Regions from separate parts of the Pan troglodytes genome. Here region 1 is linked to region 2. Evidence: chromatin contacts called from public Hi-C data. All regions are on one chromosome and are shown on one strand. Each heading gives the region's core, a stretch centred on a gene start, on an enhancer-like site or on the middle of the called end of the contact. The rest is flanking DNA. Distances are from core to core; before and after follow the strand shown. Region 1 has its middle 75 kb from the start of NHSL2. Region 2 has its middle 150 kb from the start of CXHXorf49B.

The links. A called contact is a pair of places that touch in the nucleus more often than the background predicts.
Region 1: a contact with region 2 is called in a Hi-C map of induced pluripotent stem cells, with 2.4 times the contacts expected there. The contact joins two enhancer-like sites. A contact is called at or near these places in 3 of 7 Hi-C or Micro-C datasets (induced pluripotent stem cells and stem cell-derived neural progenitor cells) and 1 of 1 datasets of contacts at active chromatin or transcription factors (stem cell-derived excitatory neurons).

What each region holds. Positions count from the first base shown.
Region 1 is chrX:69,802,555-69,809,777 of NHGRI_mPanTro3-v2.0_pri, reverse strand. No RefSeq gene overlaps it. Among named protein-coding and RNA genes, the nearest start is that of NHSL2, 75 kb to the left of the region's middle. Within about 2 kb of position 4,362, at least 2 of the 24 cell types and tissues checked have an H3K27ac peak or open chromatin away from gene starts, as enhancers often do. A contact at or near this core is called in induced pluripotent stem cells, where this site is marked.
Region 2 is chrX:69,707,081-69,714,406 of NHGRI_mPanTro3-v2.0_pri, reverse strand. No RefSeq gene overlaps it. Among named protein-coding and RNA genes, the nearest start is that of CXHXorf49B, 150 kb to the right of the region's middle. Within about 2 kb of position 1,841, at least 6 of the 24 cell types and tissues checked have an H3K27ac peak or open chromatin away from gene starts, as enhancers often do. A contact at or near this core is called in induced pluripotent stem cells, where this site is marked.

The DNA of each region.
Region 1 (7,223 bases), core at 3,113-5,612, 93 kb before region 2:
CAGGGCAAAAGGCCAAACTCAAGATGAGCAACTTATTCCTCAGCATGTCATTATGTATGACTGAAAGTTCTGTTATGCAGCAAGATTTCAGAAGGTCTTGCATGCAGCATGATAATCCTAATACCCTATCACATGTGTGGGACATACAACTCTGTGCCAAGGTTCAATTCAAAGGGTTTCTAGACTGTTCCTGACTCCAGAACAACTCCAGAAAACGATCATCATGGGTTTTCTAGCCAACTTACCCCACCCCAAAGCCGCATCTCCATGGGGTGGTGCTGGGTGCCATTTTGTCCCCTGCTCTAAACCCCTTATTGGCTCCAGCCACTCTACCTCCATGGGCTCCTCCACGAATTGGCTTAAACATGTCACATCAGAATTTTGGAAAACACTGTCCGCAGCCTGTCCTGTCCATACCTCCTGTCCTCTACTCACCGACTCACAGGTTGACAGCAGACAGAACACGTCCAACCACTGAGCAGATAGGGACGTGGGTCACACAGTCAGTCAGAACAGAGTGTGGGCAACAACTCAAAGGTGCCAGTATTTTGATAAAGATTTTATAATTTTCCTGGGAAAACAGGCAACTGTCAATCATATGCAGGTCATTGAAAGGGAAGAAAAAATGGAAAACTTGGCCCCATAGGCTGAAAGCCTCCAGCTTGAAATACCTCCTGGGAGCAAAAGTACCCTGGTATTTTTTGGTGCACAGTGTTGATTCTCAGAATGAGACCTGTTGCTTCATATTCACGAACTCCCCCAGCAAAGGCACCCAGCTGGAAACTGGAGAAAAGCACATGATTCTGAGGGCTCATTCCAAAGCCAGGAAAAACTGATGGTATTTTGTTTATGTTCAAAGAAATCAATCCAAAGAGATCAGCCCCACAGCCAAAGTCAGCAAGAATGGAGAGCAAACTGCTGCCAACCTGTGGGTCCTGGCCCACTCATCAAGGGGAGAGGATGACCTTCATTGGAATCTGGGATCCAAGACTTTCAAGGGGTGTGCCCTTGGGCAAGATTCTTAACCCTCCTTAGGACCTTGATTTTCTAATCTGTAAAACAGGGCTAATTGCTACCTCACAGAGTTGCAGTAAAGATCAAATGAGCTTTTGTGTGTCTGGCATAGCCCCTGGGATACTAGCTGCTCAGTATGTGTTAGTTCTCTTCTCATGCCCACCTTTCGTTGGCAAGAGCCAGGCCAGTGATGTGGGGCAACTCTGGGGTTCCAGTGGTCCCTGGTGCCCTTAAGAAGAACTCTCTGAGGGATTCTCCAGCTCTTACATGCCAGTGCTGCTTTCTGCTCTTTATTAAAAGGGCATCCCCGGGTAGCTGCCATTTGATCCCAGCAGGACATGGTTCCATGCACAGCTTAGCACCAAAGGGCACTAATGCCTATTAATTAACTGTACATTCAGCTGACCTGCCAAAGCAGCTGATTTTATTTTCAGAATCCCAAATGTTTTCTTATTCCACTCTACCATACCTGAATCCTTTATGTATGTGAACCACCAATGCAGACATTTGCTCTCCCCCACTTTCTTTCTCTTTCATCCTCTCAGCATCTCCTCCCTTCTCCACGCTGCTCCCTCTGCCTGTCCCTTGCCTTGGCTCCTTCTCTTTCCTAGCTCTTCCACAAACCCTCATCCAAAGACAGTACTTGTAGGGAGAGAGCAGGTAAAAGTGGCTCAAGTAGATCCATGGTGAGGTTTGAAAGAGACCATTCCACTTCCTCTTTGCCCTGCCATACCAGCCCATCCTCAGCCCCACTTTCTTGTCCATTCACACTGGGCTGGGCAATGGAATTGCAGAGCAAAACGAGTCATGGTCACTGCCCTCAGAGTCTTGTGGGAGAGACTTGCAGTCCCATGGTGTATATGAAAAACTGGATGGCTAGGAGCAGTGGCTCATACCTGTAATCCCAGCACTTTGAGAGGCCAAGGTGAGAAGATCTCTTGAGGTCAGGAGTTCAAGACCAGCCTGGGCAACAGAGTAAGAACCTTTCTCTACAAAATTAATTAGCCAGGCATGGTGGCACATCTGTGGTCCCAGCTCCTCGGGAGGCTGAGGCAGGAGGCTCATTTGAGCCCAGCAGGTTAAGGCTGCAGTAAGCCGTGATGGCACCACTGCACTCCAGCCTGGGCAACAGAGCGAGAGCTGGAGAGGAGGGTGCACAGAGGTGGGAAGGCATCTGCCTGCCTCTGAGGGGTTGGGGAAATGCAGGAGACTTGCACTGGGCCTTGATGCCTGAGTGAGATTTTTCCAAATGGAAAGAGGGTCAAAGAGCATCCCAGGGGTGGAGATAGCATGGAGGAGAGGAAGGCAGTGTGTGTTTGGGGTTCTGTGTAGCCACACAGTAAGGTCTGAGAGACGGATAAACCATGAACCTGGAAAGGGGAACGCGGAGCCAACTCACCAAAGATGTGTCAGGTTGGTGGGAAGCTGGATCGCAGTGGGTGAGAATGCAAGGCTAAGCAGTTTGGACTTGTTGAATGTTGGGAAGGGACATGATGAAAGCCATGTTTTAAAAAGAAAATTCGGACAGGCAGAGAGACCAAAAGCAGAAAGGAGGCCAGTAAGGAGATTGCTGCAGTGGTCCTGTCACAAATTGAAGTCCTGAAACAGGGTGCTAACCATGGGAACAGAAATGAGGAGGCAGAGAAGAGATACCACTGGGGCCTACTTTGTCTACCTCTGGACTTATCCTGGAGTCATTCTGCAACTTTTCCAACACCTTCTCCCTGGATAACCTTAATGGAACCTGGGCCTCAGGTCTAACTCCTACCTCAACGTGGGCTTATCCCAAATTTATATCTTGAGAGCTGACCTCTCACTTGCCCCTGGGATCAGATTCTAGTTACTTTCTGGACATTTTCAAGTAATCATCTCATCAGCATGTCCGAAATTGCCATCTTGATGCCTGCCCCTCAGCACTAACCCAGTCTGGTAGAACCATGTAACTCAGCTACATTATGGGCTTCTGGGCCTAATCCAGCCACTGATGAATCATCTTACATCTCTATAAAGCAAACGTGATTCCCCAGTTCTAAACCACCAATTTATAAGTGAACTCAGAGGACTCAACACATTCACACCTTGGAGGTCGCCTTGCTTCACGCCCCATTGTCAAGTTCCTCCACAGTGGCCCTCAACCAGGGCTGCACTCTCCTGTCCCCTGGAAGTATTTGGAAATGTCTAGAGGCATCTCTGGTTGTTCAAAATGACTCCGGGGAACTACTGGTCTTTAGAGTCAGGGAATCATGAGGTTAAACATCCTGCAATGCACAGAATCCCACCCTGCAAAGAATTGTCTCACCCCAAGCAACAATAGTACTTTCACCAAGAAACACAGTGACCACTAGCTCAATGAGGCAGGGACTCTATGTTGCTCTCCACTGTGATCTCAGCATGCAGCAGAGTGCACTGCACATGAGGATGTGCAATAAGTGTTGGTTAAATTAACAAATTGGACTAGGTGCAGTGGCTCATGCCTGTAATCTCTGCACTTTGGGAAACCAAGGCGGGAGGACCCCTTGAGGCCAGGAGTTGAAGACCAGCCTGGGCAACAAAGAGAGACCTCTGTCTCTACAAAAGTTGTTTAAAAAAATTAATATAGATACTCATTCATTCATATAACCAATGCCTACTGAGCGCTACCCTTGGTGCTGAGGATAGAAAGATGAACAAAACTTGGGCAATATGCATTTGTATCTCAGCCTGCCTTAGCTCGGTGGGTGGGAAACGTGATCCTGAGATGGAGGCTAAAAGTCCAGAATGCCTCGCCTTCCATAACTACCAAGGGGCCCCTTCCCAGCAAGGGGAACTTACAAGCTAAATGCTGAATTGAAAATTCATTCATTCATTCAACCAACACTTGGATAGCACATAAAACTTTTTGAAGCACTTTCTCAGACATTATCTTGCTGAAGTTGGGCTGCCAGGAGAGGAAGGTGGGGGTGGGGGCTGAAAACTGGGGCCTGAAAGGTTCTCGCCCAGCTCTCCTGGGCCTGAGCAGACAGGTCCTAGCAGACAGTCTCCTGGGACTGGGGCGGGGCGGTAGGGGGCTGGGGGGGTTCTGGTGTGAATGGAAATATGCACCACATGGCCTGAATTGCAGGGCTGACCTCAGGCTCCCACAGCCCCAAACACTTCCAGATGGATTTATTTATAACTCCCAAACCAGAGGCAGCACTCCTCACTGCTTTTCCTTACTCCCCTCCCCACTCCTGGAGCAAGCCGTGGCCGTCCCTCTCCACTCCGGAAACCAGCAGGAGACTGGGAATGTGCAGCCGCTGAGCCACAGCCACAGCCAAACTTGGGCCCCTGGTCACTGCCTGTCCCCTAGGTGGCAACAGCAGCTCACGGTGTGGGTGTGCCTGTGGAGCCTGGCCAGATTCCTGCCCACCTGGCCCATCTGGGCTCTCACAGGACGGCTGCTAAATAGGCAGTGCGAGCCAGGCACATTCACTCTGGCAAGTCTCCGTTCCAGATCTGCCTCCACTTCATAATGCCACAGTCACACCCATGTCTTCTCATTCTCTGTCTCCGGGACATTCCTAGCCCCTCCCCTCCACCATCTCCCACAGGATACTGCTTCTCACTGCTGCCAGAGGCTTTGGACTCTGACATTTTCCAAATCAGGAAACCAAAGCTCAGAGAGGTTGAGCAACTTGTCCAAAGTGACACAGCAAGTTAAATAAAAGAGACAGAAGTTGCAAACCCAAGTCCTGCCCCTGATAATAATGCCTCCTAAACCTCAGTTTCCTCATGTGTGAAGTGGAACTAATGCCAGGCAGGTGGTGTGGTTAGAAGCGTTGGCTCTAGAGTGGCTCTGCTTGGAGCTCATGATGGTTCTGTTATTTACTAGCTGGGTGACCTTCCATGAGTCACTCTTCCTCTCCTAACTCAAGATTTTTTTAATCTTTCCTTTAAGGATTAAAGAGATAATGAATGGCTTAGCATAGGGTCTGTCAGGCCCGCAATACAGAGTAACGACTATGATAGTTTATTGTTCAACTGAATCATTATAGAGCTTACAGATCCCATCTCTTGATGAGATTGGGAGCATTCAGGGTGTTATGGACATAGATCCATCTCTTAAGATATGGGCCAGGCCCCACGCAACATCACCTTCTGACTCCTCACACATAGAAGTAAACTTGGGCCTGAAGAGATTAAGTGACTTGCATAAGGCCATACTTGTAGGAATAGAGGAGAGAGTTGAACCCAGTTCTAGGTGGTTTAGCCCACCCAGCTGAACCTGAGCATTTTGGTGGCCCTAAGCAGGGCTGTGGACACATGAAACCTGGAGTAACCTAGTGGCCCTGGGGCTGAGGCCTTCCTATCTCCCTCTGCTCCTAGCCATGGCTTGAACTGGTGGTGGCTGGAAGGGATAGGGTAGCAAAGAAACCAGGTGAAAGCTCCAGAGTGAAACTTCTAGATGTACATATCTGCTGCCTATAAATCCTCATTGCCCTCAAAGTTACTCAGAACCAAAGTATGGCAAACCCACCTCTCTGCCTCCAAAGGTCCAGACAAATTTTCCTGCAGCTGTTCAGCAACACACGACACCAGATTTCTGCTTCAGTGGGAGTCTTTGGCACTCACATTCCTTTCTGCTTGCTGCTGTGCAATTAAACACGCATAATTTCTCCATGTTTTCCCATCCCGCACCACACGTCAGTACGACCAGTGACAGCATGAGGGAATAGCACAATCTCTGTGCGCATATGGACAAGGGAACCAGTGGGCACTCTGTCAATTGAATGTGACTCACCAAATGGGTTCCAAATCCCATCAGCAATTAGGGTCTATTTATGTGTATTTCCCTCATCTTATCAGTGGGCTACCTAGGATGCTCAGAATTCCTGATAGTCCAAAAATAAGTGCAGTTATTTGGTAAATACCCAGCACACAATAAGCATTTAATAAATGCTCAATCTCTATCCAAACCAAATTAAGTCTCAGAGTTTGTGAGTTTGTAAACAAACTTTACCAGAGAGCCTCAGGGGAAGCTCCTCTCTGCTTCCAGCATTGATACTTAGGAAGGTTTCCTCATGGAACAAAGGCTTTGGTTCTTACCACAGAGACTACCAGATCTACAGCTCCAGTCCTACTGGATAGGCTCTCTGAGCCTCGGTTTCCTTATCTGTGATATGAGAACAATATCACTAATCACAAAGTTGCTCCGAGGCATCTGACACTGAGTCGGGTACATGGTACTCTCTTAATAGATGTTACATTTATAAAGCTTTTTCTTGCAGCAAAAGTAAATTCTAACACACTCTAGAATTATCTAGAGTAAAATTATTTCTTCTCTCAATATTGATCAAGCATCTACTATGTCCACAGCAGCATAAAAGAAGCAAAACAAATTCAAAATAAAGTTTCTTTCCTCTAAGAGACTGTAATATAGCTGGAAACTTAGGCAGGTGTGAAATATGTCAGATAACTCAAATGCCTTTAGGAGCCAGGAAGGTACTATAAATGAGTGAATGAGGTTGGAGTGAGACAATACGGAGCAATGGGGACTGTGTCTAGCTGGAGAGCACATACTCCATCTAAAGTGGAAGCTGCCACCCGGCCATGCCAATCTAGCTAACTACTGTCTTGGGGGCATACAGATCCAGTATTACCAGATTTTTCTGTTTTTCAAAGAAGCTAGAAATCCAGATTCTATGGAAAGATTACTAATTGCTACATGTTAGCACATAGTTTAAAAAGAAACAAACCACATGCAGACTAAACAAAATACACCTGTGGGCATTATTATTTGGCTCACCAGCCAACAGTTTGCAACCTCTCCATAATGGTAGATGATACATTTGTCAAAATAAGTGCTGCTGACAATAAGTCTTAGACACATACAGAGGACATGAGTCCCTTGGGCTGGGATGATCTGGAAAGTTTTCCTCAAGGTGAGCCTACCTTAAGGTAGGATTCAGACTGGGCCCCAAAGTATGGGTGTAAGTCTGACAGGTAGAAATGAGGAGCAAAGAGCTGTTGACAAGACTGAAGGTAGAGACAAGAATGTTGTAGTCAGAGCTCACAAGCGGTGAAGAGATGGGTCTGGCTGTTAAGGCTTCCTGGGGGGAGGGGCAACTTCTGGCCATTCGGTTGGTCTCAGTGGAGGAGGTTTCTCGTGACAAGAATTAGGGATCTCAGTGTGGAGGAAACAAGGGAAGATGGGAAGCTGTTACTTAGAGAGTCTGTTTCTGAGAAGCCAG
Region 2 (7,326 bases), core at 592-3,091:
TCCTGAAGAGAAAAGTGTGCACTGAGAACTTCAAGGGGAGTCTAGGGTAGGGCATTAGACCAGAAAATGGAAAATCAGACCTTTTCACCAACTTACAGAAGGTAGCTGTGTTCCATTTATGCAAGAGTCCTTTGGGTGCCTCTGAGCCATGGGACATGTACATTCTCAAAAGCAAGAGGCCACACCAGGGATGAGAGATGGCCACTCTTCCTGCTCTTGAAAACTGCCAAGAAGCCAAACCAGTGGTAATTTAACTTAACAATTGTTCCTCTCCATTGCAAGCTATCCATTGCATAAAGCCATCTCTTTCTAACCTAGCAGATCACCGGAGAGGGTTAGGTCCCAAAGGTGACTTGGTGAAGCCCTGCCTTCCCTCCCACGGAAAGGGCTTGCTAATTCAGTGGACAGGAAGGTAGAGTTGAAAAAACTGTCCTTAACTTACCCTACTGAACTCAGTAGGTGGCTCTCTGCAAACTGTGTAGGGATTTTGAAAACTACTCCTCAAGCTGACTTATCAAATTTCTCCTAGACTAATCCTGTAATCAGTGGGACCCCAGCAAAAAACTGAGCCCCTGCCATGCAGAGGCTCCTGGTCCAACGTCTACATTCCATCTGGCAGTCATCTGTGGCTTCCACCTTTCTTTTCCAATAGGACTCAGTTCATTTATCTCCACCAGAGACCTCTGCCATCTACCTCAGAGGTCAGAGACCTTTATGAAGAGAGGTGCCAGGGCCTGACTCCAGTCCTTCTGGAAGGGGTGGGGATGGGGTGGGGTCTGCAATGAAGAGGGGCTGGCCCAGGCAATTCTTTCCCAAGTTAGCTGGAAGCTTGCACTCAGAAATCAGCCAGCAGTCATCTTCTGCCTCCATCGGAAACTTTCTGGCCACACTGCTCCTTCTCTCCCCAGCTTTCTGGAGGAACCGATTGGCCCTGGTACCTGGCATGCCCCAGCTGTAGTCAGCATTTCCAGCCTACTCAGTCCCCTTGCTTTCAGCAGAAGTCCCACAGTCTCAGGGGCACTGCATTTCCACAGACAGAGGATTCCCCGTGTAAAGTGCTGGGATCCAAAACAGTAAAGGACAAGGGCTCGCGTAGCCCCCCTACCCTCTCACACGTCCCGCGTGCTCAGTGAGGGCACCACTGAAACCTGGTGTTTCTCAGGCATGGCTGATTCCTAAAGTGAATGCGCTTCAGGAAACTGATGATAGTTTCTTTAAATGATTCTCTCCAGCAAATAACAGCCAGACCCTAGCGGTAGTGGGTAGGGGGTCAGCAAAGCCCCGGACATTCTCCCCTCCCCCCTCCCGGCCACTCCCCAGCACAGCGGCCCAAAACGTGCGGAGAGAAGCAAGCGGGAGGACGCTCAGACACTCCTGTGAGTGGGAGCCGCGTCCACGCTCCAGCGGGAAGTTGCACAGGTTTAAAGCCTGTAGGCACCACCGCCGGCTCCTGCCGCCGCGTAGGTTGCGGTCGGCTGCGGCGCGCTTTCTGAAGTGGCCGAGCTCCTAGACAGGAGCAAAGAAGCCAGCGGCTCGGCCATTTAGCTCCCGACGCGGCGATGAGGACGGCGCCGAGGGCCTGGGGCTAGGTGGGCGGGTAGGGGGAGTATCGCCCAAGCCGTCCTGGACCCAGCGCGTCCCCAGCCAAAACCCCAGGAGGCGGCCACCAACCCCAGGGTCGGGAGTCCCAAGGGCACGGGGCCACTCCGGACGGCGCGACCGGGTCCAAGAGCAGGAAGTTCCAGCGGTAGGGCGACGGTGGGGCGGAGGCGGGGGTCGGGGAAATGGGATCCCCTCACTCCCCGAATGGAGGGGAGGGGAGGGGCGGAGAGAGGCGGGGAGAGGGTGGGCACAGCGCTAAGCGCCGACCGGCGCCCCTAGAGGCGGGGTAGACGCGGGGCCGCGAGCCACCGGGGCGCCGTTTTTACCTAGCTCTTCCTCGTCCTCCTCCGGGCCAAGCAGGCGGCAGGGAAGGCGGCGGCGGAGGCGCACGGTGCGCCGGTACAGGCTGTCTGTGCGGCGCCCCAGGGCCAGCAGGTGCCCCTCGAGGTCCTCGAGCAGAGCCAACGAGTGGCCACAGAGGTCGGCGAGCTGCCGGAGCAGGCTGAGCGCTGCCAGGTGGCTCACGTCGCGGAGCTCCGCCAGCTGCTGCGGCGGGTTGCGCGGGCACAGGCGCTGGGGTACCACCGTGCGCCTGTAGAACGGCATCCCGGCCGCGGGCGCGGGCGCAGGGGACCAGCCTGGCGGCGCGGCGGGCTCACCCCGAGCAGCGCCCCTGGCCCGAGCGCCCCTGAGCGGCGGCCCCAGCTCCGGGTGTAGCAGGCCCCTGGGCGCGGGCCGGAGAGCGTGCGGGCGCCAAAGACAACGGGCGGGTAGGCGGGCTGACGGGTTCCTCGCCTAGAGCGCCGGCTCCCCCGGGGCTGCACACTCGCCGGAGCCACCAGTCCCTCTGACTCTGCTTCGCCGGGCTCCTCCTCCTCCTCCCCCCTCCTCCTCCTCTCTTTTCTCCTCCTCCTCCTCCTAGCTCTGCTACTTCGGGATCCCCCCACCCACCTTTTTTTTTTTTCTTCTTTTGCGGTCAGAGATTCGCAGATTAACGCTTGATCCGGGAGAGGGAGAAAGGGAAGTAGGAGTAAAAAGAGCGAGCTGGAGCGTGAAAGAAGGAATGTCTGCGTGAGGGTGGACGTAAGGTACGGTGTAGAATGTGTGCCCCGGTCCTCCTGAGGAGCTCCACTCCCAGTTCTGATGGTTAAAGTTATTTTTTGCTTTTTTTTTTAACTTAAACTTTTTCTTCATAATTAAAAAAAAAAAAAAATTCAAGCACACCCGCGCCCACACCAGCGGGTAACCAGCGAAGACCGACCGAATAGTTTGACTTTATTGATCTAGATTTCCTTTCCCAAACGTACTCGGTGCCACGCACGGGCTAGACTAGGCTGTGAATACAACCTTCTAGCACCCAGGAGCTTGGAAATAAGGACCAAAGAACCAAATATCTTATTCGACTGTTCAAGAAGACAATGTCTCTAGGGAGTCCCACAGTGCCTGGACATTGTAAAGCCATTGGAGTGGATGAATAGAAACAAACCCATTTTCTGGAACAATAGACTTAATTCAGATAGAGGGACGCCACTCCATAGTTTATGCAAAAAGAGAGCCCAGGGACGCCTCCTTCTGGTAGGGTCCGCCAGCTGGGATAGGCTCTATCCCTGGCCAGACTGGGCTGCTGGGATGCTCTCCGAAGAGGGTTACAGGAGCCGAGATGTGCTTTCAGTGCGGGCAACCCTGTGGTCACGGCCTGATTTCTCTCCATTCCAGAAGGCAGAAAAGAGGGGGCACATTATTGTCCTCAGAAAACCAGAGTACGTGAGCATATGTCCTCGTGCACTTAGGACCTTTCCACTCAGAACGCTTATTTTCAACACACTGAGCTCCCATCTGACTCTCCTCTAACCCACTTCTTTGACTTTGGTGTACTTCGGTTTCTTCCTTCTCTTCATTCTCTTCTCATTTTTCCTCTTACAAATGTTCACATCCTTATAATCCTTTATAATCCATTAGCAAAACACTTTTTTTTTTAAGAGACAAGATCTACCGCTGTCACCCTGGCTGGAGTGCAGTGGTGTGGTCACAGCTCACTGCAGCCTTGAATTCACTCTGGGCTCAGGGGATCCTCCGGTCTCAGCCTCCTGAGTAGCTAGGGCTATAGGCACGTGCCACCACTCCTGCTAATTTAGTTTTTATTTTTTGAAGAGACGGAATCTCCCTATGTTGCCCAGGCTGGCCTTAAACTCCTTGGCCCCAAGCAATCCTCCTGCCTCAGCCTCCCAAAGCACTGGGATTACAGGCATGAGCCACCACACTGGCCAGTAAAACACTTTGAACAGAATACCTGCATCTACATTAATGATTCTGAGCGTGGCCTGTTTTCATGCATTCCTTCAGATAATTAATTGTCCCTGAAGCAGTTCAAGAAGGTTCTACAACTAGTATATTTCAAAATTGCTAATAGATTCTAAATGTTCACACCACAGAAAAATGGTAAATATGTGAGGTAATGGATATGTTAACTAGTTTGATTTAATCATTCCACAATGTATTAATATATATACATCAAACCACATCGTGCCCCATAAATACATATAATTGTTTGTCAATTAAAAATAAAGTAAAAGCGTAATCCGATTTCCCTTTTCAGCATATAGTTGTTTCTTGTTTAGTAAATTAGAACATGGATATTAGAAAAGTTGGGTTCTGATTAAAATAAGAATCAACAAATGGGCAAAAGACTTGTACCCTTTCTGAAATGTAAAATCCAGTTGCAGAATAAAAACCCCAAATTCTCTATTTGGCAAACTCAAACCTGAGCCAAGAGAGCAACTGGGAGGAAGCAGGGACTTGGCTGGACTCTCCAGGGATACTTTTCCTTGACCTATGCGCTGTTTAGACTGATCTCTGCTCTGGAGAAGAAGAAATGAGGTACGAGCAGATTGAAGGAGACTGTGTGGTCAGAGCTTCACTGTCTGAGCACAGCAGGCCTGGACTGGGCCTGGTCGCTGAGCCTCCCTCACTACTCTGATTCCTGATGCTGATGAATCTTTCAGAGATCTATAATAACAAGCCCAATTCCAAGCACACCAGCTTTGGCCCTACCCCCTTTCCCCCAGCCTAGTCTGCTCTCACTCCAGCCTCATCAATGAGATGGCCCTGGCTTTCGTCAAGGAAACATCAAGTATTTGCAATGGAGTCACTTCACAGCAGAGTCCCTCCTCCCTTGCCAGGACTAGAGTGGGTCTGCATGTATGATGGAAGAAGCCAAAGGAATATAAGTTGTCACCTTGCTTCTTATCCAGTCTCTTCCCAACAGGAAAGGTGAGACCTCGAATAAGGGGCTGCCTTGGGTTCAAGAGGTGAGCAGAGATGCAGAAAGCCTCAGAGGAAGGAGCGTAGGGAGCCAGGCTCTGGTATGTGGAGGGAAAGTTAGAGTTCTTGAAATACCGTGCTCCAGCCAAGCTGGCTGGGCAGGAAAGCAGCTAGGGTAAAGTGTCCTCTCCTGTGCTCCCACATCACCCTCTAGCACAGTATCTGGCACAGTGTACTGGAGGGTGATATGAACATCCTTGTTTAATAGTAATACTAATATTCCTTTGTAATAATATTGTCTCCCCCACATGATTGTTAGCTGCATGGCAGCAGGAATCACTTCTGTCTTGTTCACTGCTGTATGCCCAGTGCCAAGCCCAGTGACGGGTACACCACAGGTACTCTGAAAATGCCTGCTGAATGAATGAATGAATAAATGGAGGATTATAGGCAGAGCAAGATATGAAGAGCCTTACTAAAGGATTTAACTCAGCCGAAGGGGCTATAGAGAGTCGTTGTGGATTCTGGAGTAGAACATTGCCTGACACAAGGAAGGAAGTGCTTAAGAACTTTTCATGTGGAGGCCAAGGCTGCTACGCCCCACCTGCGCTCACATCTCCAGAGCCAAGTAGCCAGAAAGTGCTCCGTGAATTCAACATTTGCTTTGATTTGCCTATAAACCTTGGCATTTCACATTCAGAAGGAGAGAGAGAAAATGAAGGTGCAAAGAAGAGAAGGGGAGGCCCTTCACAGCCAAGCCAGACCTGAAAGTGCTGGATGCTTCCCACGCACCCACCAACTCCCATGCTCCAGGCCTTCAGCAGTTCATCCTGACACCAGATTTTCAGTTGCACTCTGAGCCTAAGCCTAAGCCCCTGTGGAATCAGGTATGGATCCGACCTAGAAACAGAGACAGAAGGAGTAGCCAGAGAGGCAGGAGGAAATGGGAGCATTGACCACTCAAGACCAGTAAGGCCTCTGCTTTCCTTCCCATCTCCCAATCTGCCTTCCTAGCTGCTGCTAAGAACCTAGAATTTCAATAAAAATGAACTTGAAAGAATAAATAAGTGACACAGGATATGCCATTTCTCCTTCTTTGAGCTGGCAGTTTCCACAGCTGCAAAATGAAAATTTATGAGCAAACCTCATGTAACCTACCCAGCTTCCCAGTACAGCCCTCAATCTTATTTCAGGATGAGAAACAAGAAAACTGCCTCCATGTTGCTACCTCTCAAATATGCCAGATAGTAGCAACTTGGTGGCTAAGAAGAGATGTTGGCTTTCTCTTTGATATTCCTCTACAGTCAATTGTTTTATCTAAGTTTTTTTTTTTTTCTGGTTTTAGGGACAACGTCTTGCTATGTTGCCTGGACTGAACTCGAACTACCCAGCTCAAGCAATCCTCCCAAGTAGCTGGAACTACAGGGTCGCACTGTGTTTTATCTAAGTTTTAAGAATATATATTTCACCCCACACCCTCTTGCCATGAGACTCAATAAAAATATATATACAGGCAGTGGGGGTATGAAAAGGCTGCTCGTTAATCCTAACTCTAACATTCTGTTCTCTGGTTCTAAGTGTCTGTACCAACAGAAATTAACAAGAATTGGCAAATACTAGATTGAATCGACTCTCTTTTTAAATGTCATTTACCCTTTTTGGTATAAATGCATGGCTCTGCAGTTAAGAATACAATTAAACTCACTCTCCTCAGATAGGCAGCCCAGTAGCCCAAAGAAATCGAACTGCCAGCTTTTCAGTCACATAGAGCCTATAATTCAATTAACAATGCAGACAGTATCAAGGCTAATCAATGCTACACTCTGAAAAGAGAGGGATTTGTGGATTGAGTTTATCTTTATAATGATTAACAATTTATCAAAACATATAGAATTAGATAAATTATTAATGAAGCATGCAAAATTAAAAAAAAAAAAGAGTGGGTACATTGAGTGGATCAGTGCTACAAGATTTGAGAGGAAAGAGCATGCTTCTGCCCTAGAGGCAACAGAGGCTTCGCTGAGTGGGAGGGATGTAACCCCAGAGCTGGGCCTCCAAGGGTGGACTGGAAACTTACGTGGCCATCAATCATCTCCTAGGGCAGTAAGCGTGTGAGCCAAAGACAGCTCAGGGTCCTAAAATAAATTCCTTTCAGTCCAGTCTCAATGCTTCACACACATGGGGCAAACCCTTCAAGAATTCCGTGAGGAAATAAACCTTTATTTCAAAAATAAACTTTGACGTTGTTTGAACTTTGACCCTGACTCTGAGCACAGGCTGAGACTTCGAAAAAAGACTTGTGGCGTTATGAAGGAAACTATGGGAGATTTCAGCAGAATGTGAACAAATTCTTTTTCAGTCCCTCATCTTCATGTCCTATGTAGATCCTCCTTCACCACCAATCCCTCACCTGCCACCCAACCGTCATGTTTTACCCGCTCTGTCTTGTTAGGATGAGACTAT